Regions from separate parts of the Mus musculus genome. Here region 1 is linked to region 2. Evidence: chromatin contacts called from public HiChIP or PLAC-seq data. All regions are on one chromosome and are shown on one strand. The core of a region is the stretch at or near the end of the contact, and the rest is flanking DNA. Distances in the headings are between cores, read along the strand shown. Region 1 holds the start of Baz2b (bromodomain adjacent to zinc finger domain, 2B). Region 2 holds the start of Cytip (cytohesin 1 interacting protein).

Evidence for each region. HiChIP or PLAC-seq counts read pairs in DNA pulled down with a chosen protein or histone mark.
Region 1: a contact with region 2 is called in an H3K27ac HiChIP or PLAC-seq map of regulatory T cell precursor, with 10 times the contacts expected there. The contact joins the promoter of Baz2b here to the promoter of Cytip in region 2. A contact is called at or near these places in 1 of 39 promoter capture datasets (pre-B cells), 1 of 484 Hi-C or Micro-C datasets (B cells) and 2 of 115 datasets of contacts at active chromatin or transcription factors (large pre-B cells and regulatory T cell precursor).

Annotation. Positions count from the first base shown.
Region 1 is chr2:60,123,957-60,127,526 of GRCm38.p6, forward strand. It overlaps Baz2b (bromodomain adjacent to zinc finger domain, 2B), which reads right to left and starts at 1,784. Exons shown (of 36, transcript NM_001001182.3): 1 at 1,507-1,784.
Region 2 is chr2:58,158,141-58,161,450 of GRCm38.p6, forward strand. Cytip (cytohesin 1 interacting protein) reads right to left here and starts at 1,982. Exons shown (of 8, transcript NM_139200.4): 1 at 1,742-1,982. The coding sequence starts at 1,915.

The DNA of each region.
Region 1 (3,570 bases), core at 534-3,033, 2.0 Mb after region 2:
AATATTCACTACTAAGATGTAAAAGTATCAAGAATCTGATATTCTGATATTCTGTATAATTCTTTTAAAATGTAAATAGCACGAAAGAGGAGAACACAATTGTAAAAGGGGAGGTAGACACCCCAAGTGATGGATATATAAATAGTAACTATTCTCAATTTGTTAGATCTGTGGAACCTCCCAAGAAAAGAACTATATTGTTACAAATACACTTAAAAAATTTTTTTAAAACCCTCGTGCACAAAACTAGGTGGATACTAAGTGACACAGTAAAAAGTTTCGATCATTTTTTAAAAAAATAATCTTCCACTTGTTACCAAACATGGTTTTGCGATCCGTTCTGAATGCAAAATACAAAAATAAAGTGCACAACTTATCACTAGCCTCTAAGTTACACGATTCCGAAAAACGAGAAAATTTTGAGGAAAACAAAAAACCACTTTGGGGAAATTTTCTTGATAAAAGTTTACATGACGTCACATGGCCCCCTGAACCGTTCCTAACTTTGAGCCTTATCCAGGCACACTTTTTTTCATTTCTATGGCTCCTTTCCCTTCCTTAAAAATTAAAAGAGACAGACAGACTTGGGAATAAAAATTGCCCAAGATGGCGAAACGCTTGTTGTTTAGAGGGCAGGGGGAAAAATGGAGGATATTGTAATATACACAAAGGGATAAATTTCAACAACTCGGCCACGGACTGCAGCTGCTTCTCGCTTCACAAGGAAACAACACACAAAAGATAAACACGGAGGAGAGGGGAAGAGGAGCCAGCCCCCACCCCGCGGGGCCGGCTCCGAGTCCCGGCACACTTCCTAGCCTTTCCCGATCCCAATTCTGGGGTTCGCGGAACTACTTTAGGGGAGGGGAGCGGGGCGTCGCGGGGGAGGGAGGACGCGGAGCCCGAGGACCCGGAGCCCAGCCCGCCAGGCCGCCGCGGCCCCAGGACGCCCGGAGCCCTCCCGGAGCCGAGCCGCCCGGTACCCGCCGCCCGGGGCCGCGGCCCCACCCCCACCCGGCTCCGGAGCCCCAGCGGCCTGGCGCGGTTCGGCGGGAGCGAGGCTGCGGGCCCCGGGCGGAGGCGGGGGCGGCCAGGGCCCGGCGCCTCGGGAGCTGCCCCGCGGGGCGCCGCAGCGGGCCGGGCTGGAGGACGCCGCGAGGCCGGCGGCGAGGGCGGCGGGCACAATGGAGGGACGAGGCCCGCCCGGCCGCTCGCTCGCCCGCCCGCCCGCGCCCGCACTCCCAGCAAAGTTTCCGTTCCGCGGAGCCCGCACCCCCCACACACACACCCCGCCCGGTACCAGGGCCCCGCGCCCCGCGCCCTCCGCCCGGGACTCTAGTCGGGACCCCAGAGCCACCGCTGCGTCGCAGCCGCACAACAAAGAGCCACACCGGGCGGCGCGGGTAAACAGCGGCGGGCGCCTCGGGAGGGCTCCAGCCCGCAGCCGCCGCTCTCCGCCCGGAACCCACCTCGCCCGCACCCCCGCACCCCGGCTCTCAAACTCACCTTCACTTTCGAACTGAGTTGCGGGGGAAGGGATTTTCGCCCTTCCCGGGTGCGGGTTAAGCTTTTCGGAATCCCCACCGCCTCCTTATTTCTCTTCTAATTCCTGCCAGAAAGTCTAGGGAGTTGGAGTGGAGGTGAGATCCGTGATCGCGAAAGCCCTGGCTCCCTCCGTCCCCGTCTTCCGCCGCTCGCTCTCTGATTAGTTCCTATCCAGCAGCAGATTGAAGCAGGAGATGATTCTTCTCAAGGTTTGTTCAGCAGCTTCACTTCTAGGCGAAGGCTTCATGAACCAAGTGACGTCAACCAACAAGGCTTCTCTCTCTCTCCTCTCTCTAACAATGAAAGTTGCTGTTAACAAGGGAAAAAAGAGCGAGAGAATTGTTTATACCATTTCAGTTCCAATAATAAATGACCTATCAGCTCTAAAAGGAGCCAAGGGAGGGGGCTGCTTCTTCATTCCAAGAATACTGTATCTTTGAGTTTGCACCGCTCCTCGTCCCAAGAAAAAGTTAAGAAACTTACATGTTTTGTTTTGCTTTTCGGGGGGCGGGGAGGGGGGGACAGAACTGAATACTTAATTTAAAAAAAAAAAAACTTAAACGGACTGTTAGGGAACACAGATAAGCCATCTCCACCAACTTTTATGTTTGTAAACTAGGAATTGTGTTGGAGTCTACACGCTAAATTAATATGCCAAGAATTTGTGCATGCTAGGGCTTTAAAAAGCAGGGCGCAAGGCGATCTCAAGGTAAACTACTAATGCTTTTCCATGGACGAATTTAAATGCTTGTGATGTTCATGGTGTGAATCAATAATATTCAAATGAATAAACACTAAGTTCTTTTACAGTTATTTGTATAATCTGTAAGCCGTAATCTCATTTTTTTTTCTAGTTTCGGTTAAGAAAAAAAAAAAAGCTAGTTAAACTGTAAGAACTAAACACTTTAAAAGACTAATAGCCCATTACCAACTAAACGTGCTGTGCTCCATCAGAGCCCCAGAATGTCAGCTGGCTGTCTCAATTTTTAACCTTCCACTCCCCAATTCCCTTCAACCAATCAAGTTAAACTAAAGGCAAAGAACACCCCGTTCCCTCCAACAGTGTACCCGCAGTCTCCTAAAAACGAGTTAAAAAAAAAAAAAAAACCCCTTAACCTAGGTACACGTTATTACCCACGAAGACAAAAAGGTCATTTAAAATATATATATATTAAGGTGTTTATTAAGAACACAATAAACTCTTGAAGTTTGTGTAATTACAAATTAGATAATTTAGTTTTCAGAATGAAGACCAAGTAAAAATGTAGTTCTCAGAGAATGATTTGCCCATGTATTATTTTATGCGTGCATATGTGGCTAGATGTATCCTAAAAGATGCTATTGTTTTATGTTTCCTCCTCAGCCACTGGCTGTGATTTTAATTGTGCTGGAGGATCTTCATTAGTATTAACACATGGGGAGATTTCACAAAGCTGCTTCATTAGGAAGGAAAAAAAAGCTGGCAGACTAGGTCTTTTTGCATGCTCTGAGAATGTCAGCCTTACCTCGGTCATTTGTAACATAATAAGTGCAAGTACAATGATTGCGAGGCAGGAGCGTGGGGGAAGGGCGGCGATGCTGCTGTCTAATAGGGGCATCTGAAAAGACGGCTGCTCATTACATAGTAATGTATGCTAAAAATTAGTGAAGATGATGTCTCGGGAGACTGATGCTAAATAAATTAATGTGCTGATATGTTTTTAATTATTATTTTTGTAGTAGTTTATTTCAATCTTAGGATTCACATTGAGCAGCAGAGCTGTGCGAGCACTTATTGATTTTTTTTCCCTGCCACATTCCCGGAATACAGATTTTAATCATTTCACTACACCACACTCAGTAATTTCATTAAAACCTGGAATCTTCCATCCCCAGAAAAGCATTTAATTTCAATGACATACAATTTCTCTTTTAGCAGCAGACTGTCTCTCTAGTAAAGCTGGCCTAAGGTTCAAATGCATGATTTAATCCTGAGTTTGCCAGGCTTTGCGCTCCTTACAAACTATAATTTCAGTAACTACCTAA
Region 2 (3,310 bases), core at 732-3,231:
CAAAGATGGTAGTTTTGGAACCAATGCTCTGTGGATAGCAAGAACCAACTGCACTATTTTCTCAAGGAAACTGGCCACATGCTGTCCCTCCTCTCAACTCTCACAGGCACACACTGGATTTTCCTGACACACCAGAGTCTGTGTCCCCACATTAGGGATTCCCATGCTTAGGAAGCCTAAGACAGTTTATGGAGACATATTACATATACACCTGCTCAAACTGTCCCCTAATGCTAACCCTTCTCCAGCCCTCAGGGCTGACATATAGTTTGATTTACCTGGCAGGGACTGGCAACGTGTAAAGCCTGAGCTGAGAACAAGATCTGGAAAGATTCCCTCCGTGGTGCAGTTATTAACAGTATTTTTCCTGGTAAGTGATATATGCCGAGAACAAATAGTAGGATAGCAAATGATCAGAATTTGGTGTAATGGCTTTGTATTAAATAGAAAGAGAAACAGACTGCTCTCTGTTTAGAATCTGAGTAAACCCGTTGGCGTTTCCTGTGTTGCCCATTTATAAATCGATACAGATGTTCACCAAACTTTGTATTATAAAAACACGTTGGATTGAGAATGACAATCAACTACTAGCAAATGAGCTTCATCACTGTGGAAAATGCCAAGGAATCCACTCACCACATCAGGTCCTGACTCTCCCCTACGCTTCAACTTTGTAATGCTGAAGTTAGATGAGCTCAGAGGAGAACACAATATGCACAATGTAGTAAGCCACAAAGCTGTGTTTTAAGTCAGTTCTAAACATCTTGTGCATGACTGTTTATATAAATTCAAATACACACCTTGGACCTTATAGAAAAGTATATGATCAAAATACATAAAGTGGTATATAGTTCATTCTTATGTATTACAAATGGAAGACCAAAGATTCAGAACAAATTCACTAGACACATACTTTTCCAGTTGAGTTTTCATCTCTAAAGACATTTCATAAAAATTTTCGAACAGCCTTTATTGAGTGCTGAGTGCCCTGTACATTTCCTTACTTAAAGGGCAGAGGGTTCAAGGAAGTTGTTTCTGCTGTTACCTAATCAAGTGAATGGAGTTTAGTTTGATAGCTTCCTTTTCAGAAAGACATAATGTGAGGGGGGCAGCTACCAACTTGCTCTGTATGCCACAGCTACCAAGCAGCCCATTCACCTCCCCGAAATAGTCCTACTTCCCAATAGCCCAAGGTTCTATCATTGCTCCAGGACTGAAGAATTCACTTGGCTGACAGAGGTAGTGTTCAAGGAGAAGTCTTCTCTCGATTGTGAACTGACGGGGCCTGGAGGTAAGCCCAGAGGGAGACAATGAACAGACACACAAACGGAGGAGTGTTGATCGTGTGGGTTGTGTACCTGTAAACGACCTTCATGTTCATTGTTCTCAACAACTTTCATTTTACCTGAGCACATCTTTAAATGAAGATAAATATTTGAGTCTTACTTTAAAAAAAAAAAAAAGTGACTGTTTTTCTATCCTTCAACTGTGATACTATCTCTGGTAGACATGTCACCTCCCCCCTCACATGTACTCTCAGTCATTAACTCCTAAGTTAATTGGGTAGTAGACAGAGGTTCTCCTCAGGGAAAAGAACTCTCCTTTGAATAAGAACCGAAATGACTCCTAAGCGCGGGGAATAAGGCTGGTAGTCAAAGTTAACAGAGACACGCAGGAGCAGGTACCACTTTCAGCAGAGGTCAGGCAAACGTGAACACTCTAGACAGCGCAGCAACCTTACCTGCTTTCGTCCCCGGGGCAAAGTAGCTACAGTGTCTGCCAGCACTTGAATCCTTCGGTTGTCTTCCATCGTGAGCTGGCCCGTGAGGACGGAGTAGGAGCCGTAGGCAGAGTCAGCACAGTACTCCAAATTGCCATTGCTGCCCTGCCGCTGCAGAAACCTTTGCAGAGACATTGTGGGCAAAGATTAATCCCGCCAACACATGGTTCCCTGGCCTTGCAGGAGGGAGGAAGCGAAATGCACAGCCCTCTGACACGCAGTCGAAAAAGTAGCAAAGCCAACAGAACCCATGTGACTGCTGTGGTTTGAGACACTGTTGCACAAAGCCTATAGAGGAGGTCACTCCTACTCTCCAGTGCTCCTGAGAGAACCTTGCGTTCCTTTTCTACAATTAAAAAAAAAAAAAAAGAAAAAGAAAAAAATCAGTGTACTTTTCCTCCCTCAAACAGCCGGAACATAGAGTTTGATACTCTATGGCTACGGGTACTCAAAACAGAATTTTCCAGAGAAAGAAAAGAAAAGAAAACAACTTTGTTCAAGTTCGCTCATTTGCTTCCTACCCGTTTGCTCATTTAATATTAGCACCCCCGTGCACTTAACAGACTGTGCCCTCACTCACTCTTTTGGCTGTAAATGTCACAGGTGCTGGCCAGGTTGTTCTCTGGTAAAGTCCTTGTGGTGTTCCTCCCTCTACCTCATTAAAGTTCATCAAAAATGCATTCTGTCCCTAGAGCTGTAGCCGTTTGACATTCACCTAATTGCCTTTATGCCGCTTTATTCTTACCGCAATTACCCATCAGCTTTATAAGAACATAACGGGGAGGGGAAGGAAAGGCAGCGTATTTAGTGCAGAACATTGTTCGTATCTGGGGCTACTCATACCTACAACTTTAGGGGGGAAGAAAGCAGTGGGAAAGAAGGGGGTAGTCAAGCTGAGATAACACAGGATGGTTCCTGTGGCAGTGTGCCATCACGGTGGGGGGAGGGACTTGAAAACAGTTGCTTTTTTTATTTTTTAAATTTTGTATTTTTCAAGTAGTTGAAGATAACGGGTTTCACCCAGAAGCAGGAAAGTACGTAAAAGGCAGAATCAAAGCAAAAATAAAAAGGAGAAGTTTTAAATAGCACAGAAGTCAAACACGCACGTAAAAGTCGTTTGGAAGGTCACTACTAGAGTTTACAAGAGTTAGAAAAGCTCCGAGCTAGAATGGAATGCGTGCACTAGAACTCGAAGTGGGTTCAACCCAAGCAGAACTGGCCAAGTGTGAGTCATAAAGTCGTCAGAATTAATGAAAAGAGGAAGCCGGATCGGAGAACGGTAACGCTCTAACACAGCATGACTCCTTACTGTTGGAACTGAATAAGAATAGAAAGAAGACGATGTCCCTTAAAACATATAAAATCTAAGTTGGAGATTACAAGCACACATCCTTCTAGGGGGCAGATATGTGTAATTCAAAAGAAAGTGCTGGTAACTTTGGTAGCTTAACAATTTTTTTTTTCCTCTAGGAATTTTACAGTCAGGTAAATGTGTTAATACTTGCAAACATTGAATCAAGCCAAGTTCTA